Linked DNA regions of Mus musculus: regions 1, 2 and 3 are each linked to region 4. A link is a contact called in public promoter capture Hi-C data. All regions are on one chromosome and are shown on one strand. Each heading gives the region's core, a stretch centred on a gene start, on an enhancer-like site or on the middle of the called end of the contact. The rest is flanking DNA. Distances are from core to core; before and after follow the strand shown.

The links. Promoter capture Hi-C pulls out the DNA fragments that hold promoters and counts their contacts.
Region 1: a promoter capture Hi-C map of hippocampal neurons shows a contact between it and region 4, with 2.5 times the contacts expected there. The contact joins the promoter of Ifitm2 here to the promoter of Inpp5a in region 4. A contact is called at or near these places in 2 of 39 promoter capture datasets (hippocampal neurons and pre-B cells).
Region 2: a promoter capture Hi-C map of pre-B cells shows a contact between it and region 4. The contact joins the promoter of Deaf1 here to the promoter of Inpp5a in region 4. A contact is called at or near these places in 2 of 39 promoter capture datasets (cranial neural crest and pre-B cells).
Region 3: a promoter capture Hi-C map of hippocampal neurons shows a contact between it and region 4, with 2.8 times the contacts expected there. The contact joins the promoter of Phrf1 here to the promoter of Inpp5a in region 4. A contact is called at or near these places in 2 of 39 promoter capture datasets (hippocampal neurons and pre-B cells) and 1 of 115 datasets of contacts at active chromatin or transcription factors (embryonic midbrain).

Annotation. Positions count from the first base shown.
Region 1 is chr7:140,954,657-140,957,900 of GRCm38.p6, forward strand. Ifitm2 (interferon induced transmembrane protein 2) reads right to left here and starts at 1,305. Exons shown (of 2, transcript NM_030694.1): 1 at 1,014-1,305; 2 at 183-517. The coding sequence starts at 1,259. The coding sequence ends at 329.
Region 2 is chr7:141,325,998-141,329,572 of GRCm38.p6, forward strand. Deaf1 (DEAF1, transcription factor) reads right to left here and starts at 1,728. Exons shown (of 12, transcript NM_016874.3): 1 at 1,282-1,728. The coding sequence starts at 1,573. It overlaps Tmem80 (transmembrane protein 80), which reads left to right and starts at 2,133. Exons shown (of 6, transcript NM_001141950.1): 1 at 2,133-2,269.
Region 3 is chr7:141,226,360-141,230,118 of GRCm38.p6, forward strand. Phrf1 (PHD and ring finger domains 1) reads left to right here and starts at 2,429. Exons shown (of 18, transcript NM_001081118.1): 1 at 2,429-2,532. It overlaps Gm51460, which reads right to left and starts at 3,257. Exons shown (of 1, transcript XM_030243134.1): 1 at 1,847-3,257. The coding sequence starts at 2,852. The coding sequence ends at 2,364.
Region 4 is chr7:139,387,592-139,390,869 of GRCm38.p6, forward strand. It overlaps Inpp5a (inositol polyphosphate-5-phosphatase A), which reads left to right and starts at 1,518. Exons shown (of 16, transcript NM_001127363.1): 1 at 1,518-1,873. The coding sequence starts at 1,799. It overlaps Gm46004 (a long non-coding RNA gene), which reads right to left and starts at 1,556. Exons shown (of 2, transcript XR_001778314.2): 1 at 975-1,556.

The sequences.
Region 1 (3,244 bases), core at 55-2,554, 1.6 Mb after region 4:
ACGGCCTCAGCGTTAGATGATCCTCGGATCCCCTCTGCCTGGATCAGGCAAAAACCCACAGGTCGGCTGCTGCCCATATCTGGAGACCAGAAGCCTGACAAGTTAACGACACTTGCTCTCCTCAGACAAAAAGGATGCAAGGTGAGCTCGGTACAGAACCAGAGAACAGTGAGTCACAGCCAGAGTTGCCACCCCGTGCACTTTATTGAATCCACTGTGGACAGATAGGTGAAGGTAACATTTGCATACGCGTAGGGTAAAGGGTCGAGGCTTGAGCCTGGGGGCGGGGCAGGGGCGGGGCAGATGTGGACCGTGGAGCACAGGGCAGCTAGAATCCAGAATGGGGTGTTCTTTGTGCAAAAGACTGAAAGACTACCACAGAGGTGGTAGAGAAAATAATGATGCAGATAATGACCATAAGGATGCTGAAGATCAGGGAGCTGATATTCAGGCACTTGGCAGTGGAGGCGTAGGCCTGGGCTCCAACCACATCGCCCACCATCTTCCTGTCCCTAGACTGAAGGAAATTAGATGTAAGGAGCCCTGGAGCTGGCCAGCTGAGAGCCAGGTGCTCTGGCTCCATTTCCCCAACTGCTCCCTGCCCACTGTCTCACTCCCTCCAGCCGGGAAACCCTCCCCTCTTTTCACACACACACAAACACAAACTATACAGTAAGCTCCAGCATTCGCTGCATACCTCACTTTCCACACAGATTAGGGCCCCAGTCTAAAGGGTGAAGGGGTGGGGAAAGTCTGGCCCCAGAATCCCCAGGCAGTTTCATCCTGTGACTATCAGAAAGTCTCCAACACCAGAGACAGACAGTGCGCGCGCGCGCGCGCGCGCACGCACGCACGCACACACACACACACACACACAAATAGGAAGGGTGCACACACACTTTCTTACAGAAAGGACCCCACACTCACACCTCGGTGCTATCTGAGTAGATGGCGCTTCAGGCTCACACACACCTTCTTACACCATTCCCTCCCACCCCCTCTAGCACACTCACCTTCACAGAGTAGGCATAGGCAACGAAGCCCAGGCAGCAGGCGTTGAAGAAGAGTGTATTGAACAGGGACCAGACCACATGGTCAGGCACCGACACCTCTCTGGGCATGTTGATCACGGTGGTCCTCACAACAGCTGAGTTGCTGGGTTCCCCCAGCTCAGTCACCCCGTACTCCTCTTTGATTGTCTCATAGCTTGGAGGAAGCCCGGCATTGGTGGACAAGAAGGCTTGAGAATTGTGGCTCATGGTACTGACTCTGGAACAATCGCCCCGTCTGGAGGATGGCTGCTGCTATCCTGGTTCTGTAGACCCGCCCTTTCTCTAGCAATTTCCTTTTCCTGTTGGTGGGTTAGTCTCCAGAGGGCCTTACTGTGGGGAATTGGCTGGATACTGAAGTGGGCGGTACTTAGGCCTTGAGTATCAAATTACTTCAGGACTAGTTGACTGTTGAGGTACCTCTGTATAAACTTCCAGGGATCTAGACTTGTCCCAGGGCTAAAACTTGTCTGAAGGTCTCCACCTCCTGCTTACAGTAGGCATACTAGAACTTCTCCCCAGATCTAGTCTCCCCAGCCCCCTGCTCTCACACCCCTGGTACATCCCTAAACCTGGCCTCACAGTGAGGGCCTCCTCTAAAAAACCCCAAGCACACACACCCCTAAACTAATCTGTTGCAGGTGGGGGCTGGGGAGATCTGCAACTCAATGTTTCTTTGGCTGTCAGTTGGGGAAGGAGGAGCCTTCCAGCACAGGGCCTGGATGCTCCTGGCTAGCTAGGGAAGGAAAATTCCAGTCACTTGGCTGCAGCCGGGGAGCTTATGGAAGGCAGATGTTTTCCTACCAGTTGCGAAACAGCCATTGCTAAAATGAAGCCTGTAGGAGTACGGCTACACAGGGAACTCCGAGTCTTTCCCGGCAGAAGCAGTGAGGGAACTGAGCGTCCTAGAAACAAGGGAAGTTCCCTGGTGGTGAAGGACACAAATCGTTTGACACTTGAACCCATTCAGTAACCTCACACCCCCACCCCCAGCACCCAAATTTCATCCCACAGGGCAGAATGGAGCAAGGAGGAGATCAGTGAGTCTAACTACAGAGCCCTTGTTCGCCTCTACTTGTACAACCATCACCATCGATCAGAGCCTCAAAAGCTGGAGCAGGTCACATGTCTGTAATCCCAGCACTTGGGAAAGGTCAGCAGGAGAATCAGTTCAAGGTCCAGCCTGGGCTACATGACAGCTTGTCTTAAATAAATGAATAAAAAGTAGTAAGTAAAAATTTTAAAAAAATGAACGAAAGGGGAACTCAACATTTCTTCTAGAAGAGGCACAATGGGTAACAGGCTCCACATTCTTGCTCATTAGCAAAATGCAGATCAAAGCCCCAGCAGCACACTGCTCATACCCATTAGGAAGCACTGTAGTTTAGAAGCAAAGAAACCACACCACTGATGCTGCAGGCTTTGCAGGCAGTGGGCAGATCGAAGCTACAACCCAGAATCCCACTTCTCGTGTGTAAGAGAATGAACACATGTCTATACGTATCCTGTATGCCTGTATCTCATGTCTACAGCAGCATTCGTAACGACAGGCAACAGACAGAGGTTAGATGTCTATCAACTGGCAAATGAAAAAGGAAAGCTCTGATATATGCTAAACCTGAATAAGCCTTATGAACAGCTCTCAGGTCAGAAGTAGGTGAGCAGCCTCCAGGGGCTAAAGGGAAAGAGGGTGGGGTAAGGTGTCTTTGTTATTGTTTGGTTTGGTGGTGGTGTGGGGGTTGTTCTTGGTTTTGTGTGTGTGTGTGTGTGTGTGTGTGTGTGTGTGTGTGTGTGTGTGTGTGTGTGTGTGTGTGTGAGAGAGATGAAAATCATTTTAGGGGAAAAGTCAGAGGTGGTAAGGTGTGGCTCTTTTTCCTAGTGAGCCCTGTGCATGTCCTCTCTGTCTCATCTCTGAGTGAATCTCACTTTTGAATGAAAGTGCCCCATAGGCTCACATGTTTGGATGCTTGGTCTCCAGTTAGGAGAACTGTTTGGGAAGGATCGGGAGGTGTAGCCTTGTTGGAGAAGGTGTGTCCCTGGGGATGGGCTTTGAGGTTTCAAAAGCTTATGTCAGGCCCAATCTCCTCTCTCTCTCTCTCTCTCTCTCTCTCTCTCTCTCTCTCTCTCTCTCTCTCTCTCTCTCTCTGTCACTCTCTGTCTGTGTCTCTCTCTCTCTCCCCCTGCTTTCCAGCTAT
Region 2 (3,575 bases), core at 478-2,977, 1.9 Mb after region 4:
TTCCCTCACTCCTGTGACTGGATCTAGGCTTCAGGTAGGTAGGTACAGCAGAAAACACGCGGAAGCAAGGGTTCTCCACCACTGCGTTCCAGTGCCAACGGTCTGAACACCCACCCAGAGTTAAGCTTCAGCTCTGATGTGCCCTGAATAAAAGCCCAATGCCAAGCCTGCAGCTTCACACTGGAAAGAACGAAACAAGACGCATGGCAAAATGATGGTCTTCCAAGGATTCGCATGTACAAGCATAAAACATATAAGAGCTCCAATTGGTAGGGAGTTCAACACTCAGGAAGGTCAAAGGGTGGGGTGTGTGGTGGGATTGTAGGAGGCAGTTTGGTGTGGTATCACCTGTACAGGGTGATACAGCTCAGCTCAAGGCTCCATTTGTCATAAAACATGAGAATCGGGTGCTCTTTGTGTGAGAAAACAGAAGGAGAAAAATGGAAAACTAAGTGATGGAGAAGGAGGGGATATCTGCATAGGAAGACTAGGAGATACAGCACGGAGCAGCTCATGTCACAATATAAAGCAAGGCTGGTTTCTGCATCGTTACCTTTGCAAGGTTGCCTGCCTTGGATGACTCTCTTGCCCCTCTCATGTCACACTTGAACTGGCCTTTGAGACAGACAGGTCTACCAGCAGTAATGCTGCTGACCATACCTGGGGCACCTCTAGAACAGAACTCACATGTGACCCATCTGTGCTCTCAGCTCCCAGGAAGCAGCAGGAGAGGACAAGGCAGGTGGTAGGTACTGAGAAAGTTCCAAAGGGTAAAACAGACAAAGAACAGAGAGGCACACTCACACAAGGGAGACACGTCTGTATACAGTGCAGAGCAAGGCTAGAGGAGTGAGAGTGTGCTGTGCGTGTGCATGTGTGTGTGCAAGATGGGCATGCAGGGCACTGTGAGATGCAGGGCAGGGAAAGAGCAAGGGTGCAAGTCATTGTGAGATGCATGGGCAGGTGCAGAGTAGGTGTTCAGGGCATTGTGAGTGCACGGGCAGGTGTGAAGTGCACAGGTGGTACAGAGCATGTATGGGGGGCAGGTGTCAGGTGCAGGGGCATGGACAGAGGCAGGGCAGGCGTGCAGGTCACTGTGAGGTGCACTGGCAGGGCAGGTGCTGGGCAGGTGTGCAGGACAGGTGGAAGAGAGCCTTCCCTGGAAGACAGATGTGCATGACAGATGCACAAAGCATATGGAAAGTGGCCTGTGCCTGGTGCATGTGTTCAGAGCTTGCACGCGGGAACCCGGTGAGGCGCGAGGCCGGCGGGCGCACTTGCCTGCGAAGGCGGCGGCGGCGGCGGCGGCCTCATCGGGGCTGGGCAGAGCCTCGGTACCCATATCCATGTGCCCAGATTCGGCCGCCATCACCGCCACAGCGGTGACCCGCCGCGTCTCGCGCTCCGCCTCGGAGTCTGCGTCCTCCTCCGAGTCCTCGTCTCTGCTTAACACCGGCTCCTCCGCCTCGCTTTCCGCTGCGGCCGCGGCGGCCGCCGCCACCGCGGCAGCGGCCGCCACAGCTGCCGCCTCGGCCAGGCCCAGCTGTTTTGCCGCCGAGTCCGAGTCCTCCATACGGACTCCACCGAGTCCGCCCGAAGGCGCTGTCCGGGACCGCCCGAAGCGCCAGGCACCGAGCCCGAAGCGGGGCCCGAAGAGGCCGCCCGAGTTGGGCCGAGGCCGCCCGAAGCCACCGCCCGAGCAGCGACCGAAGAGGCAGTCTGACGCCCGCCGAACCGAGCCGAAGCTGCCCGCAGAGCCGAGCTGATGGCCCGAGTGTAGAACCGAGCAGCTCCGAAGTTTCCCGAAGCGCAGAATCTAGATAATACGAATGGTCCCGAAGCTTCCCGAAAGCTTACGAGCGTTTCTTGCTCGCTGTCTAAGAAGCGGATCTGACTGTGGTCACCGACCGATAGAGCTGGCCGGCTCTGGGCAGTTTCTCCCCTGCTTCCAACGAAGTCTGGGTTCGCAGACAGACCCTGGCGCCACGGGATTTCTCCAACCCCCTCTCGGGGCGGCGAAAGCCGAACCCACACGAGGCCTCGCCGAACTCCGCCGAATACCTCCGAGCCGAGTTCTCCGGAGCCTCAGTGCCCGCCTCCTTCTATCCGAAAGCTCCCGAGTATTGCCGGACGGGAGAATCGGGCCTCGGCCGCTGTCGGACGCTCGCTGCACCGCGCGGCGGGAGGAGCGAAGATGGCGGGAGGGTGCGGCCAAGAGGCTGCTGGGATTGTGGCGGACCCAGCGGCAAAATGGCGGCCGTGCGGCCAGGTGAGGCGGGCGGGGCTACGCGATCGCAGGGACAGTGTGGTCTCATGCTGTCACGATGAGAGGCTGTCTGGGCTGGCTCTGCAACTCCTCTGATTGTCACCTTGTTATTCCGGAACCTGGTGGCTTAAGCCCACTAGCCCGGATTTCTGCGCCGGAGTTGGAGAGCGAGGGGTGGGGGGGGTGTCTTCCGGTTGGGCGTGGGGGCACTTCGGGTATCCCGGCGGCTGTCCCGAAGCTCGTCTCTGTATTCCAGTGATATACCTGAGGCACACACTGGGATACGCCCCTGTATACAACCATATCACACCTTCTGTGACCCGGGGTCCACCTGTGGATTACCCAGAGTACACTATGGTGGCATACGAACTACACAACCATATTTCACTAAAGCTGACATGCATGGCATACCTATGGCTCATCCTGAGCACACCCTTGGCATACCCGCTGCTCACCCCGAGTACGCCCTTGATACACCTATCTCTCATTTTTTCGATATACCCTTGGCACACCGGGTTTACACATTGAGAATATCCAGGACAACCATATACGTATATTCAGCTCACCCCTGGCATATCCACAATACACTCGAGTTCCCCTGTTGCTCACCCCAGATGTAAGGATGAATAAGAATTACGTTTGTAGGGAAAAAAAATGACTTAGTCAACCTCAAACAACTAAAGCAGGCTTGTTCCAGAGACGTGGCTGTTAAATTCTGGCCATTTGATGATCAGGGCACAGGATCTAGTCACTCAATGACCACAGTTAGTTCAAGACAATAGGCCACTCGCTTTAGACTGGGGTTTTTGTAGCTAAGGGTAGGGAAAGGGTGCTTGTTAAGAGCATTCTAGATAAGTTAGCTGTTTTCCTTAGACAAACTGGTTTTGGAATTTCTGGGTCTTTTGTCTTCTTTTGCACCCGTAGGGTGTCTGGGATAGGGATTGGTGTCTGAAGTCAAGGTCAGCTGCTTTTCTTCCCCAGTTCTCAAATTCCTGGCTTTCTGGAACTTTGAGTCCGTTGGCTTTGATGGGATTTTTTTTTTTTTAAACCAGGTATAGCTGTGACACACCCAGTGTGTCCTAGGGTACATCTTGTCACACCTGCAGCTTACCACATATTCATTCATAGCATGCCTCTGGCATGCGCTAGACTCCAGATATTCATAGCATACATTCAGCTCATCCCAAGCACACTTATAGTTCTCCTCAGCACCTCCAAGGCATACCTGAAGTATACCTTGGTACACCCATGGCATACCTGGTTTACACCAGACACAACCAAGGCATAATGTCAGTTTACCCTGGGTGAA
Region 3 (3,759 bases), core at 1,179-3,678, 1.8 Mb after region 4:
TGAATGGTTCACAGAAAAGGGAGGACAGGACGTGTTCCAAGGGAACTGTTTCTGACACCGTCCTTTTTTCTTTACTTCCAAGCAGTAACAATATTTTTAAAGTTATTAGTTCTGTGTTTGTATGTGGGCATATACACAAGAGCAGGTGCCCTCAGAGGCCAGAGGCATTGAATCTCTTGGAGCTGGAGTTGAAGACGGTTGAGAGCCACCATGCGGGTGCTGGGGATTGAACTCTGGTTCTCTGGAAGAGTAGCAACCACCTCTCTAAACCCACCATTAGGAATATTGATAATTTTCCTTTTTTTTAAAAAAAGACTTATTGTGTATACCTAATTCTGTCTGCATGTATGTCTACAGGCCAGAAGAGGGCGCCATATCTCATTATAGATGGTTGTGAGTCAACTTGTGGTTGCTGGGAATCGAACTCAGGACCTCTGGAAGAGCAGCCAATGCTCTTAACCTCTGAACCATCTTTCAGCCACAATATTTCTCCTTTTTAAACTCCTTTAAATTTCCTCTTCTTAGCTAATTCTACTTATCGTTCTCTTCCCAGCAAATCAGCGAATTTACTGCATAGTTACCATGCTGGCCTTTCCTGTTCAGTCTTCTGAGTTTCTCTATACTTCCTCCAAGACTGATACTCTCAGAGTCTCAGATGGGCCTTACTCCCAGCCCCATCGTTTTTGAGTTAAGAGTCTCATGTAGTCTAGACTGTTTTTGAACTCCCTGTGTATGCAAGGATGACCTTCTATATAATCTTGCCTATGCTTCCATATCTAATTTATTTTGTGCCAGGGATGAACCCATGGCTCTGGGCATGCCAGTCAAGCACCCCTCCATCTTAACCACCCCCCTGCTCCCAGGTCCTTTCTTTCCTTTGAGACAAAGAGGGTCTCTTTGTAGCTCTGGCTGTTCTGGAACTTGCTATGTGCTCCAGGCTAGCCTTGAACTCACACTGGTCCGCCTGTCTCTTCTGAGAGTAAAGGTTATGTCACCCTGTCCAGCCCCAGATCCCTTCTTGATGTATGTGTTTGCTTCTCCTTTTCTTGTTTTCTTCAGTACCCTACCCTTGAGTTTCTTTGTAGAATCTGGACTTTTTAGCACTGAAAGTCCCAGGTTCCAAAGCTGGTCCCCACTACCACCACATTTTATCTCCAAGGCAGCCTTTTGTCCTCTGCTCTCTGGGGATAACCCTAGCTTTCCCTCTTCTAAGTAGACTCCTATCTCCTCATCTTCATATTCTTCCTTCCCTCTCCTCCCTGCCCCTCTCATCCAGTTTCTCAGTAAATCTACAGTCTGTCTTCTCCTCCTTTCTTTTTCTTTTCTTTTCTTTTCTTTTTTTTTTTTTCTTTCTTTCTTTCTTTCTTTCTTTCTTTCTTTCTTTCTTTCCTTTTTTTTTTTTGTTGTTGTTCTTGTTGTTTTCGAGACAGGGTTTCTCTGTATAGCCCTGGCTGTCCTGGAACTCACTCTGAAGACCAGGCTGGCCTTGAACTCAGAAACCCGCCTGCCTGCCTCTGCATCCCAAGTGCTGGGATTAAAAGCGTGCACCACCACTGCCCGGCTACAGTCTGTCTTCTATTCCTATCAAAAGCCATCCCTTCTGAGCCACAGTGGTCCCTGGACCACAAAATGGGCAGTTGAGTCCAGTGAGCCATGATTGCCACCTGTTTAGTACCTCAGTGTCCTCTGATCCCCTCAGCCTCTAGGTCAGTCTCAGTTTTGTGGGTCTGAATTTTCCCTGAGTCCTCTCATGGTTCTTCCCCTAATCCTATTATGCTCCATACTTTGACCCCTCTCACCAGGCCTTTATGCGTACTAGGCAAGAAAGTGTCCTACTGCCAGGCGGTAACCTCTAGTTCTGTTCTTTCTATTAATTATCTGTGCCATACAATTAAGTTCTTCACGGTGTTCACAAGTTACTGTGCCTCTCCTCGCCGGGCTGAAGGGGACGGAGGAGCTCGTATATACAGGATCCATCATGATTAACTGCATACTGGAAGGGAACCTGAAGACCCAGGGGACATCCTGAAGCTTTTCTCTAGCGCTCCTCCAGCCGCGGGCTGCAGTTAAGTCCAGCCACCAGGAGGAGGCGCTCACGGGAGGGCGGGACGGTTGTGGGCGGAGACGTGGTCCCGGGGCCGCTCCCATTCATCGCGGCGGATGGGGAGTCGGACTGTACCAACTGCATGGAGGTGAGACCCACAGCCTGGTTTAGTGCACTGGTGAGAGCTCGGACAGCACACGCTCAGCAAAACACTGCTCTCCTCTGACAGTACTTGTGATGGGCTAGTCGGTGTTCTGAGAGGAAGGGGACGCGCTAACGTCTCGTCATCCTCCGCCGCGAGTTCCTCCCCGTTTTGGCCTTAGTAGTTTCCACCAACGGGCAGGGCAGAAAGTTCCGGAAGAGTATGGGTGCACTTCCGGGTCGGGGAGCGCGCGGCGACGGCGGCGGCGGCTGACCGGCCTACTTGCGGTCGTGTTCGGACAGAGGCGGGATCGTCTAGGAGCGTCCGGGAGGCGCGAGGTTCCCGGGTACGTGCGGTAGCCGCTCTGGCCCGGTGTCCCTGTCGCGTCCGGCCGCGCGGGCCACCTATGGTGGCCGTACGCTTTGTCTGTGGCCTTCCGGGCCGGCTAGGCCTACGTCGCTCTGGCCGCGGGTCGGTCCGGAGGACGAGAGGGTGGCTGAGGCCTCGAGCTGAGCCCCGGAACGTCCGGCTGCGACCGGGAGGCCCATGGGCGTGGTGCCGGCCACCTGTCTGGTCATGCGGGAACCTGGACTGGTGCATAAGAAAGGTGTGACCCCTAGCTACCTGGTTTTCTGTCCTGATGGCCCTCGCCCTGGCCAGCACCATCTGAACTTGCCCAAATTGTGCTTGATGTCGCGATTATCGTTTTCCTTAGTTCGAGGAGCCCTCCCAGCATTCTCGAGTAGGCACCACTGTCGGAGCTTTACAGCCATAGTTCGGAGAGGTAAAGTCACTTGTCAGTGTTACATCGCTGCAGAGTGGCAGAGCCAACATTGCTTTCAAACCTGTCTTCCTGTCTTGTGTTTGAACCCCGGGTTGCTCCCATCGTGTCTTGAAAGGAGTACTCTGCAACAGAAAACAGTAACGTGTCTGGCGACTGTCATCTTGGCCAGTGGTTGGAAGCACAGTTGGAGTTTGAGATTGACTTGCAGCTCGGCATTCCTCCTTTCTCCCCATAGACCACTCTATACTCATTCCTCTGGGAAGAATGCTGAGTGAAAAGGGCAACCTGTGGCGTCACTCAGCACTGAGAGAAAGCCAAGACTTGTGTGAGTGAGGTTCACAGAGTTCCTTATAGCTCCTCTTTTCTGAAAACTGGGACCATGACCGAGGTCCCCGTCATGAATGGGCCAAAGCTCTGTGTCTATCTCAGTCTGCATTTTCTAATATCAGAGACGGTGTGTTTCAGCAGGAGTCTGTGGCAAATTCTCTGAGCACCAGGTAGACGTAAGATAGTTTATCAGAACTCTTCTCCCTTTACTGTTCCCAGGCAGGAGCAACATGTGACAATTGACATTCCTTAAGTTATGCCCTCTGTGTTTAGAGACCATCAGCTCTTCTCCTGGCCTTTGACCTCTTGGAGAAGGGTTTCGCCCTTCCCTGTGGCTTTGAGTGGATAGCCTGTGTGTTCTTGAGGCCGATGGACCTCTAGGATCTGGGGCCCCTGATCTTGAGCCCTATTTTTCAGCTTTCTTATGCTGTTTTGTTTTGTTTTGTTTTTCTCTGACTGTGG
Region 4 (3,278 bases), core at 268-2,767:
GGTTGTTAACCTCTGAAAAGTCCATCTATAGCGGGCGGGCAAGATGGCTCAGTGAGTAAGAGCCCTTGTCACCAAGCTTCATGACCCGAATTCAAATCCCAGAACCCATGCTATAAGAAGAGAACTGATAATTGCAACCTGTTTTCTGTAGCGTGTGTGTCTGAACCAATGCACACCATACATACAAACTAAATACAAAATTAAAGAATGAACCCACCAGAAGAACTGTCGTTGCAAACAGGGTTCTAGTATGTCTGTAGTACTGTTTCTTTGGATGCCTCCTCGCAGGCTACAGCGCAGCAGCCCCACTGGACAGGGCTTTCTGGAGGCCTAGACTAGCAAGGGTTACCCAGCTCACTATATGTTCCCTACCAGCCCCGTCCCACCTCCAGGAACAACTGACTCTATCTCAGAGAAATTTCTTGATTCCTTCTACATGTAGGACTGATTCTGTTCTTCTAACTAGCATACCTCCCTGCCCCCCACCTCCAGCTCTCTCTGGTGGCTAAAATTCCCGGACTGACCACATCCCCCACCTTGGGAACTGTCCTTGGGTGTGGCATGGGGGCCACAGCTGGCTATCCAAACACCTAATCTGAACTTTTTCTTTTTTAGGTGGGAGGGGCGGGGTATGGTCTCAAGCTAGTTTAGGTTGCTATGAGTTCAGGTTGGCCTCGAACTCATAGCAATCCTGCCACAACTTCCGAGTACTGGGATTACAGGAGTACATCAATACGCTTGCTTCTTAAAAGGATTTATTAGTTTTCTGTTTTTGGATGCCAACAGCTTTCTGTTTTGTAAGCAAAGTCCTATATAAGGAACTGGGTGGACGTGTTAGGAAATTGCAAAATCCCATACACTTGATCTGCAGACCCACTCTTTGCAGACCCAGAGCTGGGACTGGAGGAGGCTCCTCCTTAATTCTCCGTGGCCCTGCTCCCTCCCACGGTCCGCCTACGTCAGACTCCCCGTACCGGCGAGGGCCTGGACCCAGGCTGAAGACCGGTTCCACATCGGGGGGGGGGGATGGGGGGCCAGGACAGAGGTTCCAAGGATCTCCAGGGCTCCCAACAAGAAGGCGGGCTGTAGTCGTCCAAACTCGCGGCTCCTTTAAGAAGCGCTTTGGTAACAGGGTCGTGACGTCATGGGAGTGGAGGGTGGAATATGCGCGTAACCGCGGCAGGGCGGGGCAAAGCCAGGGGAGGACTCAGGGGCCTGACTGACAGGAATGCCCCATATGCCCGCCTCTCCCCTCCTCCATCTGGTGTTGGCTCCGCCCCACCCTAGGCTTAGCTCCTGTGAGCAGGCCCGCCCCTGCACAAACCCCACCCCCAGCCTGACTCAGGCTCGAGAACCCGCCCTTCCAGTGGACCCGGAGCCAGGGAGCCTAAGACCCAAGTCTGTAGATTGTGTGCAGGCCCCGCCCCATAGGGAGGCCCCACCCCCGGCGCGACCGACAGCCCCGCCTTCTAGGGTCCCACCTCCTGTGGGGCGGGACTTGTCCCAGCCGGAGTCGGCGGCGGCGGCTGCGGGAACTTTCCCGGCGGGTCTAATGGCTGCGCGCGGGCCGCTGTGAGGCGCGGCGGCGAGCGGGCGCGGGGCCGCGGAGCAGCGAAGAGCCGCGACCGCGAGGCTGGAGCCCCGGCCAGGCCCGGTCCGACCCGCCAAGCCCGCGATGCGCCCCTGTGCTGTCCCCCGGCGCAGCTGACGCCCCGCGGCCCCGCGAGACCCCAGCCCTACCGGCCCCGCAGGAAGCGGCCGCCGCCACCCAGTCCAGAGCCCGCTCCGCCCGGGCACCATGGCGGGGAAGGCGGCCGCCCCCGGCACCGCGGTCCTGCTGGTCACGGCCAACGTGGGCTCGCTCTTCGACGACGTAAGTGCCGCGCCGTCGGCTAGGGAGGGGCGGTTACGGGCTAGGAGTCTCCCAGCCCGGGACCCTGACATCCCCATTTTCAGTTGGAGACCCTAAATTCCGGCCCCTACAGCGTCTTCTATAGCCGCGGACTCCGGGCCAGTTGTCTTTGGGACGTGTGACTCTGATGCCCCCTACCCACAGCTGGAGACTCCGACCAGGATTTTCCCAAGCCCCAGACAGACCCTGACCCCATAGCAGGGGGGTACCCTAGGCCAGGAAACTTCCAGCTACACACTCGGGACCTTAACACCGCTTTTCTGGTACCCGAGGCCAAACTCGAAGACTCAGTTTTTGAACCCCTGTCTTAACCCATACTACAGGAACCCAGACTCAGTCCAGATCCTTGAATCCTGATGCTGGTTCCTTGCTTTGCTCCCAAGACAGCAAATCCCTATCTTTTTCCTGCCTTGGAACTCCAGAGCCACAAGTACTGACCTGGAATTTTGACCCAGAATCCTGATACTTGGATGTCCTGGCTTCCAAACCCAAGCATACGCTGACCCCAGGTTTTCTGATTCACCCCCTGGCCCCCAGTCTCTGACTCTGATCCCCCAAGTCTGATTTCTGGTTCCAGAAACCCAGCTTTCAAAAATTTTGGTCCTGTTCCTCTCAACCCATACCACACTGACCCTGAACTCTGAGTCTCTACCCTAAAACCTCAGATCCTACACCTACTCTTGGCCCCAGAGTGAGGTCCCTGCCTCTAATTCTACACCCCATCTCCCATCCCCGAACCTTCCTCCCAATAGACCTCAGTCCCAAACCTTGAGCTCCATCATCTGAGTCCTGGTACCTATATCCCATCCCTTGGTCTTGTCTTCTGAGGGGCCTGAGGCGTGAGGCACCTCATTTTGCCATGTAACTTGCAATAGCACTAGTTCTCAAATGAGGTAGCTCTCTTCAAGCCTTGGGGGACTTTATATTCCTGTTTACTAAATGAGAAGGTGCTGAAAAGCTCTTCAAGGCCAAAAATGATGCCAAAGGCCTTTATCTTGTAGAACGGCTTCTCCAGTCCCACCCTGGAACCCTGGGCTTTCTTCTCCTCTGGGAGGCAGAAGGGAGCTGAGGCCTGGGGCACTGGGAGCTCCCTGGAGCAGGCTGGGGCTGACCTAGTTCAGCATTGCAGCCATGGTGCCACCCCGCTGTTGGTACTTAAACTGCCAACCCAAATAAAGCAGGATGCGGCTCCAAGTGGCATGCTTGTTGAAGAAGAAAGGGTAATGCCACAGATGAAACCTTGGAGCCACTGACTCCCCTTCCTCCCTCTCCACCCACCCCCTTACCTAGGTGAACAGTCGGGATGGTGCCAGGGCTTGGATACAGGCCTGATGTAGATTTCAGGCGAGGGTCCTGTTTCCTTCCT